Linked DNA regions of Mus musculus: region 1 is linked to region 2. A link is a contact called in public Hi-C data. All regions are on one chromosome and are shown on one strand. The core of a region is the stretch at or near the end of the contact, and the rest is flanking DNA. Distances in the headings are between cores, read along the strand shown. Region 1 overlaps Myt1l (myelin transcription factor 1-like). Region 2 overlaps Myt1l (myelin transcription factor 1-like).

Region 1 (7,178 bases), core at 4,435-6,934, 290 kb before region 2:
TAAGGTGGGATTTGAGGTTTCAAGGGCCTGAGCCAGGCCCAGTCCCTCTCTTCCTGCTGCCTGTGGATCCAGATGTAGAATGCTCAGCAATTGCTCTAGCATCTTCTCTGCTTGTGTGCCATCAAGCTCCATGTCATAATAATGACAGAGCCTCTAAAAGTAAGCAAACCCCAATTACATGCTTTCTTTTATAGGAGTTTCTGTGGCCATACTGACTCTTCACAGTGATAGAACACTGACTAAGACAAAGCCTGTAGTGCATTTATATTACAAAGAGGTCTATGTATTCTTCTAGTGTCTTGGGTCATAGAGCAAGGCTATCCTGTAACTCCAGACAGGGATGTATGTGTACCCATTCTGTGACCAGGAAGGACAAACCCATGGGTACCAGAACTATCCATGGGCTCTAACTCTGGCTTGCTTATAATCCTTGTTCTGAGACCTCACTTCTTACTATGGCATGAAGATGCCCTGAACTCAAAACTGAGCTGAACTGTGGCATATCTGGAGAGCCCAGTGTATCCTTGCCTAGGTAAACTTTTCACTATGGTTTCTGTACAAGTATCTCATGGCTGTGTTCCTGGGAAGGGACTCAGGAACATAAGATTGAAAGAAGATTCCTAATGATTCCTAACGATCATCTAGCCATTGGCTCTGTCTTTATTCAACTTACTGACCTTAACTTATTGAGGTGTGACCTCAGTATTTCCTTATTGGAAAATTTACATAAGAACTGTGAACTGAATGCAATGTTCTTGCTTGACTCTATTTCAACTTCTATATAAAGGAACTTGTTGTTACACAACACTTCAATACACTCTACTTTCTGTTTGCTAAAACTGCTGTAAGGCAATATTTGCCCAAAGGTTTCTCCTCAAAACCAAATTTGCTTTGCAACTCTGTTGATAAAGCCAGTTCAGCACAGACCACAGCTTAAATATAAGCCTGACATACAAACTCTCACACACATAGCACGAGTACCAAGATATACAACAAACATATACAGCCTGAATACATATATACATACTACACATATGCACACAATCATACCATATGCTCATATATACACATAGAAACACATACTGTACATGTATACAAAAATATACAACACACATACATATGTATACACATTTTCATACACACCATATATATATCATATTGCATACATACATACATACATACAAACTCATACACTAATCCCACATTATTTTGAGACAAAATCTCTCTCTGTAGCCTACTCTTGGCGATGCTCCTGCCTCTGCTTCCAAGTGCTGGGATTACAGATGTGAACCATCATGCCTGGATCTAAATTGCATTTTAATGAAACACTTGTATCTTACTAACACCTAACAATCTAAATTAAAAGTCAAATGAGTAAAAATGCTGGTACTCATCATGGTCAGAAGTAGATATACAATGCCATGTTTTTAAAGTAGAAAACAAGACACTGGATGTGGGCTGATCAGGAAACTTCCATCTTCAGCTGTACAAATTTACAAAATGATGAATGCCTTATAGGCATTTACTTCTAAATAAATTAATATAAAGTCTAGAGTAGAATGTACCTGACTTTATACATTTAACTTGAGTGTTTTTAAATTCTTTTTAATATAAAGCAACCATCTACTCTGGAAATGCTTTCAGAAAGATCTCAGTCTGTCTTGCATACCTGGCAATACAAGTGAAAGGTAGAAACCTCTCCTAACCTGGGGGACTAAGTCTGGAGGCACTTGATTGGCACTCAAGGATGCAGATCATGCTACCATTCAGCAGCCTATAGTTTGAAGGAGACTTCATAGCAAAGGGTTGTTGATTCACAAATGTCGGCATCACTGCACTTAGGAAAGCCTTGTGGACATCATGGCCTCCTCTGCACCTTGGAAGCATGTGCATATTCTGTTCCTACAGACAAAGGTGGCCCTGCAAAACTCCCCAAGTTCTCAGAATGTGATAGAGATCATCCTTTGTGACAAATACCTGAGGATCCCCACTGTGGGTCCACCTCTGTCCTCACAGAATAAAGTATGAGCAAGAATCCTGCCAAGCCAGCTTAGTAAAACTTCCAGTGCCTGCCTCAGTCATCTCATACCCTGCCTGCCTCCTGGTAATGATGTACCCTGCCTGCCCTCAGCAGCAATTAACATTAAGGAGTCATCAAGGAACTGCTAGTTGTGACGATGGTTTGCCACCTGCTGATGGCTATGGATCCCCACTTGTCCTTACAGGTGTCTAGTTTTGAGGCTGTGACGTAGGACTCCTGAAACTGTCACCAGGCTCCTTGAGGAGAGTTGGCCTTGCCACCTTAACCAAGAATCCTACCTACTCTTAGTCTGCGATGGAATCACCAAGACTTTCTTTCAACTCTCCACATAGTACCTGCCATAAAGTGTGCACTTCCACTATGCTGATGGGATGCCAGGCAGTGGAGGCCTTCTGTTAGCTCACGTGGTGGGAGTTCTGTGTCATATTGTAGCCTCTCTGTTCTCATTGGGAGAAATTGAAATTTAACAATAAGCCTCTCTGTGGTAGTCAATCCTGTGTATAGTAACTGCACAGCTTTATGCTTCGAATCCTAATGTTAACGGGACTAGCAGCATGTGTGTTTCTGAGAATGTTTGCCTACATGGGGTATTCTCAGATATAATGTATTTAGAGATGAGTCCTTTTTCCTTTGTTCTTCTAGACTGGAGCACTGGAAATGTTTTGGTGGCCTCTTGCTGCTCTAGGGTGGTATACAGACCCTGGAGAGATGACCATTCAAGTAGGCCCCAAGTCAGGATCCTTAGCTGAGGATAGCTATATGAGGTACATAGCCAGTCTGTACCTCATCTGAGAGTGCAGCACCTCTGCCAGGATGGAGCTGCTACTCTGGGGAGAGAGGATGGTTCTGATGAGTCTACATACCTTCGATGAGAAGCGTAATTGCCAGTGATGTGTCCAGAACCGTCACAGCCAGGGGTGGGGCACCTACAAGTACAAATGCAAATGGGGTAATTTACTTGAAGGAAATCAACCCCCCTGGGTAATTGACTTTATTTATCCAAAAGGCAAGCTCTTTGTTGTGTACCCTTGCTACTGAGAGAGACTAAATTGATCTGGGAGCTCTCTAGCTCACTCAAGATCATTACCACATACAAATCTATTTCTATTTCCTTCCTTCCCAGCACAAGGACATGCCCAAAAGTGCATGAATTTTTGTGACCTCTTAGGTCTTTTCAGTCTCTCAAGCACCTTGTATCCTCTGTCACTAGGTTTGTGGACCCCTAAATGGCCTTTGTGTACCCTTCTGTTCTTTGAACTTAGCCAAGGCCAGTTACTGTAGGGCTTGCAATCCCAACTTACACATGACAAGATACAAACATGGAAAGATATGCACCATGGCTAAGGGCATGGATAATCTGAGCCAGCTCTGCACAGGGACTCCTGCCATGTCCTCACAATGCTGTCTAGTCTGGGGGAGCCTAGAACCCAGGTAAGGCAAAGGCTGGAACCTGAGTTTGTTTGGGGTGGTTCCCTAGTCATGGACCCTTCTAGAGATCTGTTTTGCCTTAAGCCTATTACATTTCTATTCTGGGATATAATGTAGGAGGTGCATCTGCAATGCCCTGACAGGGATCTCATATTTGCCACAGGCATCTCTACAAAGTCTGTTTAAACCCACAGAAACAAATTCATCTGGCATCCAAGGCCAGCTTGCATTATTGATGGGTTTTTATAATTGTTTCTCTCTAAGTAGTGTGTGTGTGTGTGTGTGTGTGTGTGTGTGTGTGTTAGGGTATGTGCATGTGAAAGCCAGGGATAGCATCAGTATCATTACTCAGCTACCTACCTACCTACCTACCTACCTACCTACCTACCTACCTATATCTCATCTCTGACAGAGCTCCTGACTGCCCTGGAACATACCAAGTAGATCAGGCTGGCTATCATGAGCCTGTGCCAAAAGGTCTGCTATGAAATTTTTTATTTTTCCAGTGGGTTCAGAGGATGACATTAAGCTCTTAATGCTTGCAAAGCAAGCACTTCTACCATAGAGCAATCTCCCAGTCATCTGTATAACTTCTTAAATACACCATCCCAAGAAAAAGCAGATAGCAATGCAAAACCTACTTCTCAAAGCAACCTCATTGCCTTTGTACCACCAGGAAGACAAAACTAAGGGACAGAAGTTGAGGGAAAAAAATACCCTTTCCATTAAATAACAGATTTTGTGATCCAGTGAACAAAATACCATCTGTTATTGAAGAGAAGACCGACCATGCTCTGTGCACTTGTGCAGACCCAGGGAAAGCCTGAACCCAGGTCAAGAACAAAGCCACACACTGAGGACAGTCCGCAGATGCTCCCCAAGGCCTTAGTTTCCCTCTGTTTAGCATGGTTCTGCTTAGCAATGCTGAGGGTGGGCTAGCACGTTAGCTAAGTATAGAGGTGAGACTGGAAGGCTACCCGTGCACAAAAATGAGGCTAGCCCACAAGCCTGGTACACTGTGGCTGGCAGACTAGTCACTCACAGATGTGCTTTCTCCAGACTGGATGACACAGTGCCAAGGAGCAGGTGGGCACACAGGAACTGGACCAGTTTCAAATGTGCGAATGGCAGATTGCCACACTTGGATGCATAAGCAAGTTTCAGGGTTTAGAAATTTTCTAATTTCCCTCTGGCCCCATGAAAGGGAATGTGCATCTCGGTCTCAGGGATAGAGGTCAATATCTTCCACACCACATGTAAGGGTAGAGTTTAATTTATGGCCTGTGTTAGGGGAGGAGCAAAGCCACCTGAATGTCAGGGCAGTGGAGGTGTCTGTGGAGTGCTCAGGTCCACGCAGGAGGAGGTGGACCTTTGAAATAGCCATTGGCTACAGAATAAGGCTGAGATTGTTTGAATGAAACCTACTTGTCAATAACAGCTCTATCCCTGACTGGGGACTGGGTTTGAACAGATTAACTGTGTTAGCCTTCACGTCCTGTGTGATGATAAGGCCTGTCACTCAATAGCTAAGAGAATATTTCCTGAGAAGTGATTCAGTAGGCTTGTTCAGTGGTTGATTTTGCCAATGCTGAGGCACTCACCTGAGAGAAACCATCCTGAGAGATACTGAAAGGAATAACAGTTCTGGTTGGAGGTGTTTCAAGAGACTCTGTGTTTCCTACTCACCAATGACCTACACTCGGCCTTATTTTCTACTGTAGGGAGATTTTAAAGCTCTTCCTAATTTAAAACCTAGTGAAAGTTAATTGAGAGTTTATTCCTTTAACAAGAGTAAGCTCAAATGAAAATGAGGTCTTATATCCAAGAAAGAACAACGATAATTGGCTCCTCCTACCCCCACCTACAAAACCTTTGCAGCAAGTTCTACGTGTTAGGCTGTCCTTTACAAAGGTATAATTTGTCACCTAGTAAGAAAGAGGTTCAAGATGCACTCTTCCTACCACAAAAGAAAAAAATAATTTTCTCACTTTCAGGGTTGTCATTGTTTTGCAGAAGGTTTGCTTTCAGGAACTCGGCCAGGTGAGACCACCTGTTAGCCATGAGGCTGTGGGCCTGCTCACAGCCAGGACGGTAGCTGTGGGGCTAGAGAGCCTCTCTGAGAGGAGCAGAGAAGGGCAGGCCCACTGATTGCTCCTCTCCCCCTGCACTGTTTGAGCTCCTAACTGCTGAAGCGCTTGCTGCCTGCCACTCTCTACCAGCAGGTGGCACCTTTGGGCCGAGAGAGGGAGCTGGGGCTGCTTCACCTGCCCTCCCAGGCATTTATTCCTATCTGACTATTCAAGACTTTAAGGCTTTCTTAAACTCATAGATTTACATATAAAATTTCCCAGCCTTAAGAAATTTCAATATTCAAAACCACAATTTTCTGCAGCCTCAAGTGAGGAGATGAAGATTCCTCTAAAAAAGGGCCCTGCCTCTCAGGCCTCTCCTCCACTCCGGGCCTGGGGGAGGTGTGTGGAATCCACTTTTCCTGTCACGCTGGTAACCATCCCTCTAGGAGCACATCTTCCCAGGAAGGGAGGCCCACGTGGGACAATCAGAGGCAGTCTGTGTGCACAGCTTGGGTTTTTGAAACCACAGAAGAGATGGGCTGGGTTTCCATGGAAACGGCCCTCAGCTCCCTAGGGGGAGGCAATGGCTTGGCTGTCAACACTGAAGTGCTTCTGGCAGGCCAGGGGAGGTTTTAAAGGACACTGTTCGATGGCCCTTCTTGCTTTCCTAACAGCAGCCATGGACAGCAGTAGGGGGGTTATTTTAGGCTTTTATAGTTAAGGATGTAAAGTTTGTTAAACAAAGTGCTTCGCTTTATCGGTATATTTTTTCTCATTACAATGGGAATATGAGTAAGAAAGGAAATGAGGAATAAGTAATCTCATTTCATACTCTCTGCTTCTTAGATTGTGAGACAAAACACCCCGGTCTTCTTGCTATAACCTGGTCTTGTCTTTGTGATAATAAAAGAAAATAATTTTTGGTGGTACATATTGCTCTCTGGCTGTGAACACTGGTCTTGAAGAACCATGACAGAAAAATAATTTTTAAATGTCTTAAATAGTGCTTAACTGGAGAGACATGCAGATTCAGGGGACATCCAGAAGTTCTCAGAGACCATTCTGATCCCAGGGCACAGTCCTCTGCTGCCAGGGAAGCTAACTGCTGCTTACTGGGGTCTGAAACCCCTGGCCACTCTGCCTTCTGTTTTTCTACCTATTTATCATCAAGAAAACACAGAACCTCTTTAAGAACAGCCACTGGCCACACCTACCCAGAGAGTATCAGATATGTCCTCTAACATAGAAAAAAAAATGACTATCAGTATACTGAAATATATAATCTTAAAGTCAGAGAACTCTGATTTAGAAAAAGATGGGACAGTAGCCAGCACACCTCAATTGTGATAGGAATTTGTCCTCAATGGGACTCAAGCCCCATTACACAGCCCCATGTGGTACCCTTTTTATAGAACCATAACCTGGAGAGAGAATAGGAACAGTTACTGACTGACATTGTCTTCCTGGTTAATTATTCATAAGTGTCTAGAAAATCCTTTCTCTATATCATCCCCACACTTTTTAAGAAGACATAGTAAGAGGGTTAAATCAACATTTAGAATTATGTTAAGGAGTATAAAGTATGATGTCATGATAAAATCTCTGGTAACATGTGAGCATGATGCTATGATAGGTGT
Region 2 (7,064 bases), core at 2,082-4,581:
ATATCTTTAACTATAGTGTGTATAGTGTATGTGTGTGTGCACGTGCATGCACATGTGCACATGAACTTGGATATGCATGCTACAGTGTACACGTAAGGTTGGAGCACAATTTGTGGAAGCTGTTTCTCTCTTTTAATCCCTGAGCCTGAAGTCAGATCATCAGGCTTGGTGGCAAGCACCCTTACCCATCTCTCTGGTCTTTTATCACTTAGTAAGCAGAATAGAGCTCATTGTTGAGGAGTCCGACATAAGCAAAAATTTCCGAAGAATGGCTCTAAATACAGAGATCAGATTTATCTTCACATCCTTGTAAGTCCTTATCAACTACATATCCCCCACTCAAGTCGGTCCACTACTTATCTCCCAAATGGATGAACAATGGATGAACGGGCAATATAAGCAGGCTATGTGGATCATTCTTATGAATAATGTGACGGGAGTAGTTCAGGAGTGATTCATGCCAAGATGTCTCAAGAGGATTCCATGAGCCAGCATCATAGGAAACCACACGTCTTCACTTGGTGGCACGTAAACCATGGTGATTAATCTAGAAGACAACATCCTGTGTGGGTATTTATCTCCTTTGCTGCTATCTTATTTAGACATTGCCTTCATGATGACAGTGTCCAGTACAGCACCTGTACATCCTACACACTCGAGACAGAATCACTGGAGGAGGAGACGTTCTCTGTGTCCATGCACATGGCTGCCATACATTCACTGGAAAGGTCCAGACATTCTAAGCCCTATAGAACATGCACAACAGTATACAATTGTACTTTCTCCTTATCATTGCAGCACTAATATTTCCTATGTCTACTGATAGGTGTGCATAGGAAAAGGCGGTGTGTAGGATTTGATGCCATCTGTGGTTTCAGAGAGTCTTGGGAGGTCTGGGCTGAGACCCTTGTGGGAGTGCAGCATAGAACTAGATCACTAACGAAGCAAACTAATTTCTAACACATGGACAAGTATTCAAATCATGCTGTAACATGGAATACGGTCATAGAAGGTTCAATGGAGCCCTTAGACCAAAATAGGGAACCTGCACGGGTGCTACCTAATTTCTTGCAATGAGGGAAGAGAGACTTGGGCTCTGTAGGAAGGTGGGCAACCAAGGCAGGCCTAGAAGAGCACAGCAAAGAACCAATCCAACAGGGCCAAGCGGAGGAAAAGAAGGGTCCATAGAGAAGACCCCAGCAAGAAGCAGCACAGAGAGGCCCCCAAAGTTGGAAGGTAAAATGAAAGGACAAGCAAGTTGAGGATGAGGAGGTGAAATTGTGTCAAGCACAAATTATATTTTATTCCAGTTTCCTGAGCATGAATGTTAAGAACCAAGCTTTCAGGGAAGACTAATCCTATTTAAAAGCCTTAAGAGAGTTCACTATTCAAAGACATTCTCAGTGAGTTCTTTTGCAAACGGAATGATTCTTCTGTGAAATAAATAATCTTCTATACAAATGTATCTTTGTAAGGCTTAAATCAGACCATGGCCTCGCAGGGCATATCTCTTAATATAGATTCAGGAACACCTCCTAAATGCACACTTTAAAAGACTTAATAAAATCCAAAAATCTAGCTGTGGACAACCACCATGCACCTTACAACCTTCCTTGGGAACAAGTTCCATGCATTAACTAACAGCGAAAGGAAACCTCAGACAGTGAGTTTGTCTTACCTGGTGGCAAATAAACATAAGGTCCTTCAGGAAAGGCCTGGTAGGACATGGCCCATCTCACAGGTTAGTTTATAGGAATGCATGAGACTTTCTTGTATAATGCACAGAAACCATATTCTTTATTGGATTTTTTCTGTAAGTTTTGGTTTGGATGCAATTGACCCGGGGGAGTCTGAGTTGGGTTTTTCACACCCCATGATATACCTCAGCATACCAAGCAAACGTGACTGTTAAACTATGTCTAGTGTAGAAAATGTACCCATAAAAGGAACTACCCACTCAGATGGTCAGCCTCTCCAGCACAGCTTCTCTCTGTCTAGCTTCACACAAGAGCAAGGCAACTCATGAACCAGCAGACGACGGGTTTTCAAACAGCTGAATTTCAGATACACCTAAAAGGTGGTTAAATAGAAACTCCATAACAAGCAGCCATACAACCGAATAGCGATCCCTTTGAGTGTGCTTTTGCTTTGGTGAGGTTTGAGTATATGCTTTTTTGCTCAGGGTGAACATAGAAAGGTTCAACCTTGTCAAAAGATGTCATGATAACAGTCACCAGATGAGGTAGCATGTTCATCAAATCCTCGTCTTCATCCTCATGCTCCTACCAGGAGAAGGGAGGGATGGTGAGACGGAATCACCGGAAGTTTGTGGGTTAGTCTATCTGGTATATATAGCAGTAATCAAGAAAGACTCTGACTCAAACAAGGTAGAAGGTGAAGTGTCAATCAAGGTTTACATCCAACTGATATGCATACACACTTCTTCAGACCTACCTGAAAAAGAGAGAGAGATACAGAGAGACAGAGAGAGACACAGAGACAGAGAGACAGAGACAGACACACAGACAGACACACAGACAGACACAAGACACTTGCCCAAGCCTACCCACAAGAGAATCTGGCTGTACAGGCTTGCCAAAAGCACTGTCTTTGTAGCTTGTCCTGTGTTTCTGATGCCCATCTTCCTTTTGACCATCCTGCCATTTGGAATTTGGAAAATGCTGTCTGCTAGAAAAGGGACTTCCCAAAGACTAACCAATATTCTAGTTTGTGTGACCATTTAAAAAGTAAATAATAAACTTTTGAGAGATTCTTGGTTGGTAAACATACAAGAAAGCATAAATAGAAGTCTCCTTTTCCTCTGATTTATGGACTACAGAATCTATCCCCTCCAATCTCCTCTTTGTTCTCACAACACTGATCCCATCCCCATACCCTATGTGAGGATGTGGGTGTCAGGGGGAACTCAACCTTGTGGAGAGCAGCAAGTTTGTGTGTGTGTGTCTGTGTGTGTGTGTGTGTGTGTGTGTGTGTGTGTGTGTGAGAGAGAGAGAGAGAGAGAGACAGAGACAGAGAGAGACAGAGAGAGAGACAGAGAGAGAGACAGAGAGACACAGAGAGACACAGAGACAGACACAGAGACAGACAGAGAGAGAGACAGAGAGGGAGAGGGAGAGGGGGAGGGAGGAGGGAGGAGGGAGGAGGGAGAGGGAGAGGGAGAGGGAGAGGGAGAGGGAGAGGGAGAGGGAGACTTGCTAATAAGAAGCCACAGTTTTCAGGCACCAAGCCAGCTCACCACAGACAGGATGGCCAAAAGGGAGATTGGCATCAGAAACACAGGACAACCTATAAAAATGATGCATTTGGCAAGTCTGTGCAGACACTGAGTGGGCATTTCCTGGGACTCAGCTGTGGCCAGCAGCCCAGGCTCTCCAGAAAACAGAACCCAGAGCTCTGATTTTTTTTTCTTCCAGCCAACCAGGTTACTTGGAGGAGTTGAGACTCACCCTCCCGCAGTGTTCCTCTGCAATGCTTCTTAGGAGAGAGACAAGAAGTTGAAACATCTTTGCCTCCAGCAGCTGTGTGCAAAATTACACCTGACCATCCAATCTGAAAGCGAGGGTAAGAGAGAGAGCAACTGCTGGGCCCGGGCCTTTGGGGGGGCCACAGTCCACGGCAGAGAATGCCTTGGAGTTACAGGCCTAACCTTGCTCCTGAGCCCTGTGAGTCCTGACAGGAGCCAGTCTTGATCTGCACACTTACTTGTCTCAAATCTTTGAGAATTCTATGTTCCCTGGAATCTTGTGTTTCTTCAGAAGAAGAAAATACCAGAAATCAGTCTATTAAACCAGCAGTCCAGTTATTAAATCTATTAAGGCTATTATATATCTTATAATTACTTTTAAATATATTTCTTTCATTTTATATTCATAGTCCTGAATAGTTGCATATACACCACATATATACATGTATCCATGGAGGCCAGAAGAGGGCGCTGGATCTCCTAGAACTAGAGTTAGACAGTTGTGAGCCACTCGATGCGGGTGTTGGGAACTGAACCTGGTCCTTTGCTTAACCACTGAGTAATCTTTCCTATATATCTTAAGTCTAATTCTAAAGCTAACTGAAAGTGTGATTTCAGGACAACCTTGGGCTCTCCTGGATGGGAGACACTCTTCCATATGGGCTGAGATATGAGGCAGTTGAGATTGTCCTAGTTCTGGGATCTTGTGAAACACTTTGGTTTCCCCATCACTGGGTTTTATGAAACATATAAAGTGATAATACTTTTTAATCTCAAGGCTTGGAAGATAGTGCTGTTCCAAATGCTGTTACTGTTGTGTCATCAAGAAGGTGTCCCAAGTGACCTAATGTGTTAACTACATCTCCAAGATCCAGTTGTCTGACTTTCCATAGACACTTGAAATCAGTTTTAATCATAGCCATAGTGAGTGTGAAGAAATCAAGGGCTCTTTCTTATAAGCTTGTTGTCTTTCATGCAGCTCTGGCTCTTTGAAATGGAGCAGAGAAGGATGCCAGTATGGAAGACTCCATTCTGTCCACTTCGGATCCAAATGAATTTAAGAGCAATAATTAAACCAGTTCCCACTTGAGGTTAGGCTTTTCAAAAGATTTTTACGGGGAATCCTATTTTCTAAAATTATGAATCTTTGGCATATAAAAGGCCTGTAGAGCTCAGACTGAATCCATGTTCTAATTTCCAACTATTTATACCCTGTGCACATACAGAGGCTTGCAATGCCGTGTGCCTTAATATTATACGACCCCACTGGATCACTGTTGGAAAGCAAGTCCAAGGACACACGGTGTGTTTGCTAGGTTACAGAAATGGGTGTGTATCCTGCTGTGTACAGTCATGGCCTGTACCCTTCTCTGTGCAGACGGCACTCTCTGCTTTGCGGTGCATCTCTACAGCTCAGAAGGAGAAGTTTGGGAAACACTGCAGGCTTTCCCAAACACAAGCTTCCTGTGCTTCTACAATAGGAGCACTGTTTGCCACCTCTAGCTATCCCCACACCCTCAGGTCACAGGCTGTAGCTGTGAGTTAGAGAGCAGCAGGAGGGGCCAGACCATCTGAATTTGAAAATAAAAATAAGTGTCTAACTCCAGTTAGTCATTCCCATGGACACAGGTAAAAAGAAGCCAAAATTTTGACAAGATTGTACAATAGAATATGGGGAAACAGTCCAGAAACAGTCCAGAACAAGAAGCAGGATTCTTCAATAGCCTGAAAGTTGTGTGTGTGTGTGTGTGTGTGTGTGTGTGTGTGTGTGTATGTGTGTGTGTGTGTCTGTGTCTGTGTGTATTTGAGTGCATCTGTGTATGAATATGTGAGGGTGTATGTGAGTCTGTGTATGTCTATATGGATGTGAGTGTGTGTGTCTCTCTGTGTGTCTGTGTCTTTATGTCTGTGTGTGTATCTGTGTGTATTTGAGTGCATATGTGTATGAATATGTGAGGGTGTATGTGAGTCTGTGTATGTCTATATGGATGTGTGTGTGTGTGTGTGTGTTGTTTAGTTAAAAAAAAAACAACTTACTATGGACAGGAGCTGCTGACAGGTAGCTAAAGCTGCAACTAAAGGCAAAGGCATAGCAATCTTTGTGTAACCAGTGACAGCTGAGGGAAGGATGGCATGTAGAGATGCAGAGCAGTTGCAGATGTTCACATCTGTGTACATATATAATTGGGCAAGTGTATGCAAATACCTCCTAAATGTCCCTCCTGTTTTTCCCATTCTATAACTTGAGGTGGGGCTAATAATTTGCTTTCTAAATAGTCTCCCATGCCCTGCATTTTCCCTGACTGTTGACAGGACCCTGCTGAGAAAAGAGCATAAGGGAAATACATTATCCATTATCACTGTAACTAAACTCACAGCCCTGCATCTTTTCTAAACAGTAGCATTTTTTCATGTGCAAGGCAGCCCCTGCATTATGCTTTTTCATGTTGAGTTAGCATTTGTATTTGCAGTACTTGTGGCTTCTATGCCCAACTCTCTGAGTGGAGCCAAAGGACCTTGGCTATCTATTACTCCTACCACTCTGAAGAGTGACAGCAGCCTGTAAATGATGTGTATGCAGCACATACTGTTATACCAAAGAGGAGAAAGAAATACTAACCAGCCAAATGTCTGGAGACTGAAAAATACCCTATTCTCAAAAGGTTTTGATCAAAGGGTTTTGGTGATCATTGAAACAACTTATAGATTTCAGAAACATCAGTAAGGGCTGGAGAGTTGGCTCAGAGGGTAGGAGCACTGACTGCTCTTCCAGAGTTTCTGAGTTTAATTCCCAGCAACCAAATGATGTCTCACAACCGTCTGTAATGGGATCCGGTGCCCTCTTCTGGTGTATCTGAAGACAGAGACAGTATACTCATATAAAATAAATAAATAAATCTTTTAAGAAAAAGAAATATCAATAATATAGTAAATTTTATGAAGAAAATATCATTTGGACCAGTGATCAGGTCAAGCACCTGCTGCCATGCCTGGGGACCCGAGTTCCAGTCTCAGGACCCATGTGGTGAAAAGAAAGAACCAACTGCCCCATGTTGTCCTGTGACCTCCACACATGGCACACACACCCAGCACCACATAAATAAATAAGCAAAGTAACAAAAAAGGAATGCATAAGAAACATCCTATTTTTTTTTCATATTCAAGGCCACTGTGAAAAATCCCTGGATATTCTCCCAAAGGACCTTCTTTTTTAAAATAAGACTCTGTCTCTTCCGGTGGAAACTACCCTGTCACAACAGGCTCAGTAAGTCAGGAAACACCCTTGGGCCTCTGTCCCACCCCAGCTCTGTGGCTGTCCCTTGCAGCTCATTCTGTGTTAGGTTCTACCGAGCACCACCTCCTGAGCACAGGGCTGACCTTCATTTTTGTCTATATTCATGAGAAAAATAAAGAAAATCATGGAACAGCAGAAAAGGAGTAAGTTTTAGTTATAAATATGAGTCAAAAATCAGAAGTCATTTAGCTTAAGGCCAATATGTTTTAAAATATATAATCTTATTAATGGATGGTTCATTCCAGAAGATTCTATTTAAGAGGCTAAAAAGAAGTGAGAGTCTGA

Evidence for each region. A called contact is a pair of places that touch in the nucleus more often than the background predicts.
Region 1: a contact with region 2 is called in a Hi-C map of cerebral cortex, with 2.4 times the contacts expected there. The contact joins two enhancer-like sites. A contact is called at or near these places in 3 of 484 Hi-C or Micro-C datasets (cerebral cortex, nephron progenitors and stem cell-derived neural stem cells) and 3 of 115 datasets of contacts at active chromatin or transcription factors (astrocytes, embryonic basal ganglia and oligodendrocyte precursor cells).

The regions. Positions count from the first base shown.
Region 1 is chr12:29,881,912-29,889,089 of GRCm38.p6, reverse strand. Myt1l (myelin transcription factor 1-like) reads right to left here. Exons shown (of 25, transcript NM_001093775.1): 19 at 2,905-2,967. Among named protein-coding and RNA genes, the nearest start is that of Gm46346, 30 kb to the left of the region's middle. Within about 2 kb of position 5,684, at least 80 of the 459 cell types and tissues checked have an H3K27ac peak or open chromatin away from gene starts, as enhancers often do. A contact at or near this core is called in cerebral cortex, where this site is marked.
Region 2 is chr12:29,590,253-29,597,316 of GRCm38.p6, reverse strand. The region is part of intron 2 of Myt1l (myelin transcription factor 1-like); the gene reads right to left. Among named protein-coding and RNA genes, the nearest start is that of Gm20208, 63 kb to the right of the region's middle. Within about 2 kb of position 3,331, at least 4 of the 459 cell types and tissues checked have an H3K27ac peak or open chromatin away from gene starts, as enhancers often do. A contact at or near this core is called in cerebral cortex, where this site is marked.